Regions from separate parts of the Mus musculus genome. Here region 1 is linked to region 2. The links are chromatin contacts, called in public HiChIP or PLAC-seq maps. All regions are on one chromosome and are shown on one strand. The core of a region is the stretch at or near the end of the contact, and the rest is flanking DNA. Distances in the headings are between cores, read along the strand shown. Region 1 holds the start of Clasrp (CLK4-associating serine/arginine rich protein). Region 2 holds the start of Strn4 (striatin, calmodulin binding protein 4).

The links. HiChIP or PLAC-seq counts read pairs in DNA pulled down with a chosen protein or histone mark.
Region 1: a contact with region 2 is called in an H3K4me3 HiChIP or PLAC-seq map of embryonic forebrain, with 7 times the contacts expected there. The contact joins the promoter of Clasrp here to the promoter of Strn4 in region 2. A contact is called at or near these places in 4 of 39 promoter capture datasets (cranial neural crest, embryonic stem cells, hippocampal neurons and 1 more) and 1 of 115 datasets of contacts at active chromatin or transcription factors (embryonic forebrain).

The regions. Positions count from the first base shown.
Region 1 is chr7:19,601,813-19,608,682 of GRCm38.p6, forward strand. Clasrp (CLK4-associating serine/arginine rich protein) reads right to left here and starts at 2,674. Exons shown (of 21, transcript NM_016680.5): 1 at 2,600-2,674; 2 at 1,378-1,493. The coding sequence starts at 1,476. It overlaps Relb (avian reticuloendotheliosis viral (v-rel) oncogene related B), which reads right to left. Exons shown (of 12, transcript NM_009046.2): 12 at 4,410-5,129. The coding sequence ends at 4,741.
Region 2 is chr7:16,814,544-16,821,087 of GRCm38.p6, forward strand. Strn4 (striatin, calmodulin binding protein 4) reads left to right here and starts at 1,346. Exons shown (of 18, transcript NM_133789.3): 1 at 1,346-2,091. The coding sequence starts at 1,810. It overlaps Fkrp (fukutin related protein), which reads right to left and starts at 2,189. Exons shown (of 3, transcript NM_173430.2): 1 at 2,157-2,189; 2 at 521-583.

The sequences.
Region 1 (6,870 bases), core at 1,424-3,923, 2.8 Mb after region 2:
GCAAACTTGCCTGTAACCTACCACAACAGCAGGGTACGATTCAATGTTAGAGCTCTGGCCCAGAATGCCCCAGTGAGGGGCTGGGGCCTCTTTTTTTGGGAGGGGGTAGCGGGGGTTTGAGACAGGGGTTTTTTTTTTTTTTTGTTTTTTCTAGACAAGGTTCTCTGTATAGCCCTGGCTGTCCTGGAACTCACTCTGTAGACCAGGCTGGCCTCGAAATCAGAAATCCACCTGCCTCTGCCTCCTGAGTGCTGGGATTAAAGGCCCACATCACCACTGCCCAGCTCAGATCTGGGGACTTGACTCAGGGGTAGAGCATCTGCCTGACACTAGCCCTTTCCTGGCTTTCATTCTCAGCACCTCATAGGGAATATCCAAACTATCTATGGCCCTGAAAACTATAGTAAAGAAACTGGCCTTCTCCCACAGCCACGGGATTCTGAGCAAGAGAGAAACGGGGCCAGGTTTACATTCACAGAGACCTCTCGAGTCTGCTGAATGGGTTTCTAGAGACAAGATGAAGGCAAAGGGAACAGAGAGACTGGGTAGCAACACTGTAGTTAATAGGATGTCTACAGGAATGTCATCTAAAAGAACTGAGCCAGGTAAGCAATTGTCATTTCATGCTGGGGACAGTCCCAAAACCAAGCTGTATCTGTGATGGCAGATATGGAAAAGACCAGCAAAGATGTCCAAGAAAGCCATCCAGGGGCCTCAAGGACTTTTTGGTCAAAGCATGGAGTTTGGTTTATCTTTTCCTTTGCTTTTCTCCTAAAGCAATGGACGTTATCAAACAAGAGAGGGGACAGGTCAGATACCACTGATGAGTCTTGATGGCGCTACTGCTAGATGCCAAGTCAAGCTGCAAGAATGGCTGAGTTGTTCTGGGCACTGGGAACACATTGATGGAGGAGCAGAGAATGTTCCAGAGGCCTGACTCCTGAAATGTTCAGAGAGCTAGAGAGTCTTTTGTCTTTGACACCAGTGCACCGGGACTGCACCAGACACAGCAGACTGAGGCAAACAGAAGCCCTCACGTTTACACCAACCACTATGCTGAAGAAATGACTATGGCTGAGCATGGTAACAACACACACCTGTAAACACAGGCAGGAAGAGTATGAGTCTGAGGCCTGCCTAGGTTACCTAAAAAGACCATCTACCTAACAAGAGACGGGGTAAGGGCAGCTCAGGTGGTGCACTGCACGGCCCAGACTTCTATCTCCAACACCATAGAAAAATGGCCACAGTGGAAGGGGGTGTGGGGGAAGACGACTAGGATTGTGAGGAAAAAGAGCTCTTGCCTTGACACACCTCCAAGCCCAGGGCCCTTCCCTCTGGAGCCCGCCCGCCCCACACTCAAGTCTGCTCACTCACAATCTTCTCATAGTACTCCCGACGCCGCTCCGCCCTCTTCTTGTAGTCCACCATCATGCCTCGAAGTTTCCGCTCATGCTTCCGAGCCTCGTGCCACATGGTGCTGAGGCTTCTGCCTGAGGGAGGAGGGCACCAGACATGTCAAAGGGACTATAAAGACCACGTGGGTAGAGTTACAGTCCTCTGACATGTTGGGGTTGATCCTGATGGACTAAATTCCAAGTCCCATGGCTTCAGGGGAGAGAGAGACCCTGCTGCAGACCAGGACGCTGAGTGCACAAAAGGACTCCTAACAGTCCTGTGGCAGTAGCTCCAGAACTATGAGAAAGCTCTCTGTGACCTAGGTAAGATCTTCTCCTGGGAAAAAAAATCCTCCTAGATTCTGCTCGCTAAAGTCCATATGAAAGACTATAGAGTAGATAGCCTTTGGAAGGCTGATGCAGAACTGTCTTGAGTTCAAGGCCAGCCTTGGTTACACTGTCCAGTGTAACCTAAATATGGAGATCCTACTTTAATTAAAAAAAAAATGGCTGGGAGTGATGGTGCATGCCTTGAATCTCAGCAGTGGGAAGGCAGGACAGGCAGATGTCTGAGTATGGAGCCAGCCTGGTTTATGTACTAAGTTCCAGGCTAGCCAAGGCTACATAGTGAGATGCTGTCTGGAAAAATAAAAATGGAATTTTTGAAATAAAAGGAATGTCTGAAACCGATCCGTAGCTGCCAGGGCTGGGCTCACAAGAACCCCTAAGATCCCTCTGCAGGAACCATGCATGGTACGGGAGGGGGGTGCAGCAGTGTTGTAAGGTAGGTTAGTGGAGAGAGGCAACAGCACAGCCCAGACACGCTTGGGGAGGGGGGTGAGGCCAGGTGAAGGGCGTGGACAGAGGATGAAGATGGTCAGGCGGCTGAGCTCTAAAGGAGGGACGTGAAGCCGGCCAGGCAGGCTAAAAAGAGAGAGTGCGGCCCTGGGCCGGAGCGATGGGTGAAAGACAGGGACGGAGCTGCGTCTGGGGACCAGGGTCCGTGCCGAACCCCAAAGCCCGGATTCGGGCCTGAGGAGGGGCGAGGGGCGCAGCCTGAGGCCTGTCAGGGCGGAAGCAGGCGGGGCCGCCGTCGGGGCCCGGCGGACACCCACGGTGATCTCCGGAGCGCCTCGGACAAGGATGAGGTCGACTGCCACCGCTCGGAAGCCGGGAGGTCGGGGTCGGATGCCTGCACTCACCGGCCAGTCGCCGCCTCCCACTGCTGCGCTCGCGCGCGCTCACGACCCACACCGGAAGCGGAAGTGAGAGGTTGAGCGAAGGAGAGAGGCGGCGCTGCACAAAAGGCACTTCCGCGGTCGAGAGGAAGGGCTCTGGGATGTGGGCGTGGCTCTCGCGATTATGGGCGGGGCCTGCAGGGTGGCACCATCTGGGACCTGTCCTAAAAGTGAGAGCTTAAGTAGAGGAACCCAGAATTCCAGACACGTTTTGTTGTTGTTTTTAAAGATTTATTTCTTTTAGGGGCTGGAGTGGTGACAATCGATTGAGAACTGGAAGCTCTCGCCAAGGTCCTGAGTTTAATTGCCCGCACTCACATAGGGCTCACAACCAGTCTCTTTTTTTTTTTTTTTTTTTTTAAAGATTTATTTATTTATTATATGTAAGTACACTGTAGCTGTCTTCAGACATTCCAGAAGAGGGAGTCAGATCTCATTACAGATGGTTGTGAGCCACCATGTGGTTGCTGGGATTTGAACTCTGGACCTTCGGAAGAGCAGTCGGGTGCTCTTACCCACTGAGCCATCTCACCAGCCCAACAACCAGTCTCTTAACTGTAGTCCTATGGGATCCAGTGCCCTATTCTGATGTGCATACATGCCGAGAAAACACCCATATGCATAAAATACAAAAATAGAAAAGTCTTTTTAAAAGATTTATATTGCCGGACAGTGGTGGCACACGCCTTTTAATCCCAGCACTTGGGAGGCAGAGGCAGGTAGATTTCTGAGTTCGAGGCCAGCCTGGTCTACAAAGTGAGTTCCAGGACAGCCAGGGCTACACAGAGAAACCCTGTCTCGGAAAAAAAATATTATGTGTATGCCTGAAGGTGTATGTTTCTCTGAGATGTATACACACACATATATATTATATAATTTTATTTAATCCTATATGTACATATATATGTATACATATATGTACGTGTATATGTATATATAAATATATATGTATACACACAGACATATATGTGGGATTAATAAAAATTATCTGTAGGTTGTGTTCAGTTAATTCAACAATAGCAGGCTAGGAACAGAAAGGCCAAGAACTCAGTAGATCAGTAGATGCTCGGGCTACAAGGCTGGATGCCTCAGCTGGTCTTCAGTATACACTAGAACCACAGAGAAGGCTCTAACGCCAGTGAAGGAATGGACTTGCTAGCAAGACGATGGCAAGCAGGCAAATACCTAAAGCTTCCTTCTTCCACATCCCTATATACAATCCAGCAGAAATCGTGGCCCAGATTAGAGCTGGATTAAAAGTGTGTCTTCCCATCTCAAGATCCAGATTAGAAATTGAGCTTCCAGGGGCTGGAGAAATGGCTCGGCGGTTAAGAGCACTGACTCTTCTTCTGGAGGTCCTGAGTTCAATTCCCAGCAACCACATGGTGGCTCACAACCATCTGTAATGGAATCCAATGCCTTTTTCTGGTATGTCTGAAGACAGCGACAGTGTACTCACATACATAAAATAAATAAAATCTTTTTTAAAAAGTAAGTGGATCTTCCTACTTCAATTTAAGCAAAAATCTCTCACATGCATGCCCCCCCCCCCATTTTTGGGTTTTAGTTCCAGATGTAGCCAGGTTGACAACCAAGAATAGCCATCACACATCGTGAGCTCCTATGTAGATGCTGCTATTGAACCCAGGTCCTCTGGAAGAGCAGCAATAACTCTTAACCACTGAGCCATCAGGCCAACCTCTCAACTACAAATGTTTTGTTCCAAACAAACCTAGAGTTTCCTAGGTAAAGAAGAAAGAAGACCCCCAAAGGCTCAAAAAACTAATTTTTATTGGGAAAACTGAACAATCCACTGCCTTCTTCAGGATTAGGGGAGAAGGCTGGGGACCTGCTCCCTCCTCCCCTATGTACAATCTCTGAGAATCTGTCCTGAGAAGGGGTCCATCTGCAGGAGCCCCTTTTCCTCTTCGGACTCAGCATTCTGTAAAATGGGCTCAAAGAGAACCGGAGTGCTCCCCATCTTCCCACCAGCGCTGCAGATGTCCGATTCAGGATGAGGAAGCTGGAAGACTGATCAAGGTTGGCTTCGGAATGGAGTGCTATACCACATACCTCACCCAGTGCCTCCTCTGTTACCTCAGAGGCTACGTGGCTTCAGGCCCTGGAGATAGGAGGCCACCCCCGAAAGCTGCCTCTCGGTACTGGTTGGGAAACATGTTGCTGCCCACAAGGCTAGCAGTACCAACATCCCCGGGGCCCGGCGCTGCAAAAGAGTCCAGTGATAGGGGCTCTGGGCCAGAAGACTCCACAACGGTGGCCCCTGCACCCCCGCTACCCACCACAGCACTGGCAAGTGGTGGTGCTGGGGGCAGCAGGTCCAACATAGTGAAGAGCGTGGGGGCAGAAGGATCATAGGCAAAGCCATCGTCCAGGAGATCGGGTCCACCAGGAGGCTCCAGCCCAGGAAGGGATATGGAAGCAGGGAAGAAATCAGAGTCTGCCGGCTGCAGAGCCGATGGTGGGAGGAACAGGCCTGATGAGGAGAGAATAGCTGGGTTTAGAAGAGCCTGCCTCTGGCCAGGCAGTAACTAACTTGGACTCCCATGTCCTTAGTGTATTCTATCTTGGGCCTTTAACCCTAACCAGAGTAGAAAGGAAGTACCATCATTCTCTTCATTTTGTGTGTGTGCGTGCGTGTATCTGTATCTATGTACATGCATGATGTATGTGATGTGAGTGGGCATACCTGATAACATAACGCATGGGAGGAGGTCAGAGTTCAACTTTGTGGAGTCATTTCATTCCTGCTACCTTTATATGGAAATAGAACTCAGGTCCAAGCTTGCACAGCAGGTGCCTGTATCCACTGAGCTAGCACACTAGACCACATTTTTTAACGTGCATGAGTGTTTGCCTTTGTGCATAATGTATATAACACGTGTGAGTTTCCCAATGTTGGGAGGGCTGGAGGGATGGCTCAGTGGTTAAGAACACTTCCTGCTCTGGCAAAGGACCAGGGTTGGGTTCTCAACTCCCACTTCCAGCATCTCAAATCTGCCTGTAATTCCAGCTCTAGAGGGATCTGACGCCCTCTTCTGGCTTCCATGGGCAAATGCATAGCTGCGGCATACACTCACACTGATATGCATACACATATGTGGAAGGAAGTGAAAATAAAGGCAGGGTCTCAGGCCATCCAGACCTCTCATTGGTTAAAGGTGCTTCCTGACATCCCTGATGACTGATGCCAGTTCAGACCTGGAACCCCCGTGATGGAAGAAGAAAACTGACTCCGGTTAAGTTGTTCTCTGATCTCCACACACAACCCGCGTGTAGCAGGTATGCACCCAAACATATGCAAAATAAATAAATTAATTTTTTTCGAGACAGGGTTTCTCTGTATAGTCCTGGCTGTCCTGGAACTCACTTTGTAGACCAGGCTGGCCTCGAACTCAGAAATCCACCTGCCTCTGCCTCCCAAGTGCTGGGATTAAAGGCGTGCACCACCACTGCCAGGCCTGTTTTTAAGTTTTATGCCGGGCAGCGGTGGTGCACGCCTTTAATCCCAGCACTTGGGAGTCAGATTTCTGAGTTCGAGACCAGCCTGAACACAGTGAATTCCAGGACAGCTAGGGCTACACAGAGAAACCCTGTCTCGAAAACAAAACAAAACAAAAAACAAACAAACAAAGAAACTTAAAAACAAGACATGGTCTCTTATAAACCTGGCTGGCCTCAAATATGCTAACTAGCCCATAGTGACTTTGAACTCTAGATTCTCTTGCATCCACCTCCCAGGTGCTACGGCATCTGATTTATTTATGTGGTGCTGCGGATCAAACCCAAGGCTTTGCACATAACCCAGCCCCCCCCCCCCAAGCTTCACCATTCTCCTTTAATAAGCAAACTAAGTCAGAGAGTGAACTAAGAGCCGGTCTCAGCTGTCTATTCACAGAACCAGAGCAGGAGCCAGGCTCCTGCAGGGAGCAGAACTGTGGATATAGCTGTGGCTGACTGGGTATGGGGGCTAGGGTGAGGTGGGAGGGAGACAGAGAGAGAGAGGGAGAGAGAGAGAGAGAGAGAGAGAGAGAGAGAGAGAGAGAGAGAGAGACTACCTCAGCCTCCCAGTTTCTGGGTTTACAGGTATGAACCACCAGCCTGTCCTCTCTTCTCGTTTAATTCGATCCATCTGAAGAGGGATTGAGGAACTTCCCAAATCAGATTGGCTTAGGAGTATGACCATAGGGAATTGCCTTGATTGTTAGTTGGCACAG
Region 2 (6,544 bases), core at 96-2,595:
GAGAGTGAATCTGAGCTCATACTAGCTTTCCATTTCTTCCCCCACACATTATATACGCTGAGTCTGATGTTAAATGCTTGTATTCCCAGCACTTGGGAGGTGGAGGCAGGAGGATTGAAAATTCAAGGTCATCCTTGACCACTGCTTGAGTTTGAGGCCAGCCTGGGCTACATGAGACTGTCAGAAAAACAACAACAACAACAACAACAACAACAACAAAACAGTGTTTAAAGATGGCCCAGCAGGTTCTTGATACCAAGGCAGACCTGAGTTTAGTCTCCAGAACCCAAACAATACAAGGAAAGAATCAACTCCGGCAACTCAGCCTCTGACTTCCACACATGCACATGCACACAATAAACAAACACATGAAAAAAATCTAAGCGTATGCATCACTTGGAATTAGCCTTAGCCTTTTCAATCACAGTAGGTACAAAAAGGAGACCCATTCAGGAAAGCCTTTAAGGACATAGAAAGGGCAGTTACCCATGTGATTACTGTGACATCCAGGGACTCTTACCTCCCTAGGTTTCAGGCTGAGGGTGATCAAGAAGAGTGGTTTCACCTTGGGTCATCTGCCCTGCTGAGGGAGGAACCAGAAAGCATCAAATGAGCCAGCCCCTCCCAACAAAGTGCAATTTCATTCTACCCGCCCGTGAAAGTAGCTAATGAAGTCACAGACTCTTTTGTCTATTTGAAGTCCATAAGCCTGGTTACCACTTCAGTCGTCTCAGGAGTGATGTGGTGGGTAGGAGTCATCAATTGTAAGCTATAACTATCCCTCTTCCATGATGGTGTCCAGAAGGGCAGAAGTGACAGCAACTGTTACCATGACAACCTCTTCTCTAGACTCATGCATCCTTTGGAGCTAATCCTAAACATCCCCTATCTTACAGGACCTGATTGCTAGGATCATCAGACTGTGGGAGATTGCCCTGTTATAGTAACCAGGGCATGGATTTAACTGTTTCTCATCTCCCTGGAAATGGTCCAGGCCCTGTAACCATAGCAACTGTCCCACAGCAGCACTTGTCTTCTAAATAAAAACACCTGGTTGGTTTATCCATGGACTTTCCATAAGGGAAGGGGAGATGGTTACCATGGTAATGGCAACTGGGTTGGCTGGGGGAGGAGTGGGACAGAGGCATTCCTCTTAGAGGAATGTCTTTGGGGCTGGGCCTTTTTTCTACCTGAGCTCTAGGTGAGGGGAGGTTGCTATAGTAACTGATGAGGATAGGGTCAGAAGAACCACCAGGGACTTGGGTTACCTTAGCAACCTCCTCCTAGTGCAATGATAGTAGAGGTTTGGGACTCCACATATGCAAACTGGGAAGGGGCCTCCAGATTGGATAGGGTTATTATGACAACCGACTTCCTCTGGTCAGAGCCCACTCCCCACCCCAGGTCGTCTTTTTTGTTTTTTGTTTTTTTTTTCTTCACTAAGTGAAAGAGATGGGGGTGTATTTGCATTTGGAGGGGATAGGACTCTGACATTGGGGAGAATGCAGAAAAAAAAGTCCGGTCTGGTCTCTCGACCGCAAAGGAGACAATTGCGAGGGACCCTGGGTCCTTTGCCTACGTAGAGGCAGTCCCTCCCCCTCCCTGTCAGCACCCCCGCCCGCGCGCACCACCGGGGTCGACCCGGGTGGGTGGGCGAGGCTCGCGCCCAGCCCCGTGCTTGTCCCCGCTCCCCTCGCCCGCCCAGCGCGCGCGCGCGCGCACACGAGGCGGGGGTGTAGAAGTGTGAAGCTGCGCGTCCGCGCAGGCGCGCGAGGTACAGCGGGCGCGCGGGCCGGCCCCGGGGCCTCCATGATGGAGGAGCGAGCGGCCGCCGCGGTCGCATCGGCCGCCTCCTCCTGCCGCCCTCTGGGCTCGGGCACGGCTCCCAACCCGACGGCGGCGGCCCCGGCCTCCAGCCCTGCTCCTGGGCCCGGCCCGGTAGGAAAAGGAGGTGGCGGCGGAGGCAGCCCGGGCCCTACGGCGGGCCCGGAGCCCCTCAGCCTGCCGGGGATCCTGCACTTTATCCAACACGAGTGGGCACGCTTCGAAGCCGAGAAGGCCCGCTGGGAGGCCGAGCGCGCCGAGCTGCAGGTGAGCGCCACCGCTGCCCTCCCGCGCTCCCCGCCCCAGTCCTGCCCGGCCCGGCCTCGCCTCACCCGCCGCCGCCGCCGCCGCCATCTTGGAGCAATGGCCGCCGGGACGGCCGGGAGGGGGCGGGCAGGGCCGGCGACGGGCCGGCGGCGGGGTCCTCGGGGCCTCGGGGCGGACGCGGGCCGGGACCGGTCAGAGGATCTGAGCAGGGCCGAGTCTGCCGGGAGCCGCGAGTGGGAGTGACGAGCCCAAGCCCAGAGAGCCTGTCTGGGCGATGCGACTCGGGGTTCCCGGGGGACAGAGTGCTGAGAAAGTGGATGGGGTCTGCGCGAATAAATATGCCACGCCTCGCCTCCGGATCCTAACCAGATGCTGGCTGTCAGGGTGGAATGGACTAGATGTCTAGTGGGGTGACACACTCTTAACATCCACTGGGTGCAGGGAGTGAAGAGAGGAAGACTGGAAGCTGGCATGGGGTACCTTGGGGGAGTGGCTGGCCCGGAGCAATTGAAAGGTGGGAGGAAGCTTGATAGGAAGGGGTCCCAGGATGAAGTGTGTGGCCTCCTGTCCAAGAAGGACACTTTGGGCACGTGTGGCTACAATGTAGGGACACATTGGGATCGTTTGGGTGGAACCACGGAGAGGGTAGAGGACATGTTTTGGGCTCCCCCAGGAGAGCTTGAGAGTGGGAAGCGACATTTTGGGTGCTTTAAGGAATTAGAGTTCCGTTATGAAAGATTTGAGGATGTTAGGTAGAAACCCCTGAACTGTTAGGGCGTTTGTTGGGTATATTCAGTGGGAAGACAGGAGCGTCTGAGATGCTGCACACGGTGAAGAGGGATGGAGGTGCCTTTGGGTGATGAGTAGGGGGAAAAGACAGCACGAGGAGGGACTCCGTGAGGGAAGTGATTGTGTAAGGGCCTCTAAAGGGACTTGATGGTTTGTGGAGAAGAATGTGCCAGGTGATGGCTCGTGGAGTAGAAGTTGGGCTGGGCTCTGTGACCTTGAGCTAGGTACTGCTTGTGGGGAATCAGAAAGGTGAGCACTTCAAGGCCTTCAGGGATGGGCCCCCAGGAGTCAAATGGTTCCTAGGCTGGGATGTTATTAACAAAAACAGTCAGCGCTTGGTTTCTGGCAACCCATCTTTCTGTTTCCAATGTGCTCTTTCCTGTCAGATTGAAATGGAGCCCCAAATAAGTGACTGATTCAGTTTTTGTCCATGGGATGAATGCCAAGAGCATTTGAATTTTGTGTATGTAGCTCCCATCCCTGAGAGAGAAGTCCTTATGTAAGTGCTCCTCGTGCTGTGCCCAACTCTAACTCAGGCTCTTTCCCAGCATACATCTCATCAGATCTTCTCAATACCCCATTATGTAGGCAGGGCCAATGTCATTACCTCACTCAGCAATAACGACAGCAGCTGCTATTTATTCAGGGCATATTATGTGCCTGACACTGTATTAAGTATTATACATGCTATCATTTAATTCTTGTGGCATTCTGAGAGGGGAAATGGTATCCCTTCCTCTCTTTTTTAATAAGCAGGGGAGGGAGATGCTACGGATCCCAGCAGTGGTGGCAGTGCTGACTGTGTCTTTTCCCTGTCTGACACTGAGCACAGGTGAGAAAAGTCTCTAAGGAAGCTTAGAGACCTCACCAGGTCACCCAGGCCATCACAGCAGAGCTTGACAGGGGTACAGTTGACAGCTTTCACTGTGTCAGCCATGCTGTGTATCCCAGACTCCACTCAGAGTGTACAGTATGTGCTGCCTCCTAAGAAGAGGTCTTCCCACTCACTTAGTGACCTTCTGTGGAGTCACAGAGCATGCTCTGTAAGGCTCCAGCATCACCAACTTCATGCTTTTGCTACTTTTGTTGCATTCTAAGTCAGACATCAGGATGTGTGTGTGTGTGTATGTACATGTCCTGAATGTGTTAGAATATACCACATTCGACACTTCATAAGTCATACATTTAGTTCCCTTTCCCCATTAGCAGAGAATACTTATTTTTGATAGCTTGGGTAGTATTCTCTTGGGTATTCACACCATAGCTTATTTATTTTGACCCTTGTCAATGGATTTTCAGGATTATTTCCATCTTTCCCCCTGCCCAAAATGGCTCTGAGGCCTCAAGAGCAGCTCAGTTGGTAAAGTACGTGCTGCGAAGGATGAGGACTTGAGTTTGATCCCCTAGAGTCCATATGAGAAAACCAGGTCTGGTGGCACACACTGTAATCCAGTATGGCAGGTTTCTGGCGCTCACTGGGTAGTCATCCTACCCACCAAGAGAGGGAGAGGGAGGAGAGGGGTGGAGGGGGAGGATGCACATGAGAGAGAGCTAAGCTCCAGGGGAGGGTCCTGAGGAATGGTGTGTATGTATACACACAACACAAGATATGGCTTTGCTGGCAGTGTTTATCCTGTGAGAGAGTGACGTGGAGTAGTGAAGTGGATGTGTTTATAAAATGGTGATTGCTCCGTCTTTTGTGCTCTTTACATTTTTACTTATTTATTTTACTTTATTGTTTTGTTTCAAGATAAGATCTCTCGCTGTAATCCTGGCATTCACTATGTCGAACAAGCTGACCTTAAACTCACAGAGATCCCTTTGCCTCTGAGTGTTGGGTTTAAAGGTGTGCACTGTTGTGGAGATCAGGTGACAAATTGCAGAAGTTGATTCTCTCCTTCTACCATGTTGATCTTGAGATGGAACTCAGATAGTAGGCTTGGTAGCTGATATCTTTATTCTCTGAATCATCTCCTTGGCCCACACACCTCTATCTATCTATCTATCTATCTATCTGCTTGCTTGCTTGCTTGCTTGCTTGCTTGCTTGCTTATTTTTGAGGTGGGATCTTGCTATGTAGCTATGGCTGTATTGGAATTCCATATGTAGAGTGGTAGATTAGACTGGCCTTAAATTCCTGTTGGCTCATCCCCCATTCCCAATACTTCTGGCTCCCGAGTGCTGGAATTAGATGTGCCCAATACCCCATCTGGCCCCTTTTTGTTTTTTTTTGAGTCAGGTCTTTACTATGTATCCTAGGATGGCCTTGAACTCACAATCTTTGTGCCTCAGCCTCTGGAGGGCTAGAATTACAGTCTTGCACCATTACAGGAGTAACCCCATCCTTTGTAATGGGTGTGCACCAACACATCTCACAAGCAGTATCCCTTCTTACCTACCTTCCTTCTACCCAGCACTCACACCTTCTGAAGGGCAACTTCTGTGAGACCCTTCATGACTGGGCAGTGTCAGTACTGAGGAGCTGGCCCTGGCTGTTTTTGATAAGAGGCCCACTGTGCAGTCAGTGCCCAGGACACCGGTAGGGAGAGGGCTAGCCAAGAGACTCCAGAGATCAGAGCGGAGAAGAGGTGGAGTGTGCTGTGATAACGAGTGGAAATGTGTTGGGATGGGTGGCTTCTGAGGAGTAGATAATGTGGCTCCTGCCCCTCAGAAGCTTCTAGACCAGCTAAGGAGATTGCAGAGAACTGTCTGCACTCATGCATAAAGTCGGTTGTGGGGCTCCGTTGTGTGCTTCTGAGAAGGGAGCCCTTGGGGAGAGGTCTGAACCTGATGTTCTTGAGGTGTGGAAAATAGATAAGACATTAAGGAAAAAGGACTGTGTAGTCCCTTCGTTCCCTCCACCTCCTATGGAAGCTCTCCCTGCCAGGAGCTGTGTGAGCTATGGCCTCCAGGCCACGCAGTGAATGGGAGCTTGAGAACTGGAAAGACTGCAGCAGGAGTGGCTCTGTGTTCAGGACTTTGCCTTAGAGAGAGGAGCCGCCTAGGAGAGATGGCAGCCCCAAGTCAGAACTCAGGGTGTTGGGATCCTGTGTATGGAAGGCAGGGAGGACACTTCCAGCTCCCATGTAGGAGACTGACAGGCTAGTGCCAGCACTTCCCGTTTTTGGTAGATTCCACTGATCTAATAAGACACTTCAGCCATGTCTTCCTGGTTTTCCTTCCTCTTCTCTACTAGAGGAACTGGGAAGAAGACAGCAGAATAGAGCGTGTTGGTGAGACTCCCAGTCAGCCATTCTCAGTTCTTCTGGGCTTTAAAAAAGTTTTCATTGCATTTTTGTATTCATGTGTTATTGGGTATTAATGCCACCATACCCAATTTTATGTGGTACTGTAAATCAAATTTAGGACTAAATGCATGTTAGATCAACATGCTAACATGCTCAGCCCAGTTCCAGCGTTTGAGTAGCTACTTCTTTTATTAGGGTGGCTCTTCTTTGAGCTTTGCTAAATTCACACTTGATTCTCCACATTGTAGCTGTAATGGCTTTGGTCATTACACCTAAACTTTGTACACCTCGTTGTAGTTTTCTTGTATGGATTTCCTGTGGTCCTCCAGTAGACATCTTGTTCATCTCGGTGGCCATGCTCCTCTCAGTCTAAGTTCACACTAAGCCTAAGTTCACATTCTGATGCAGCCATGATG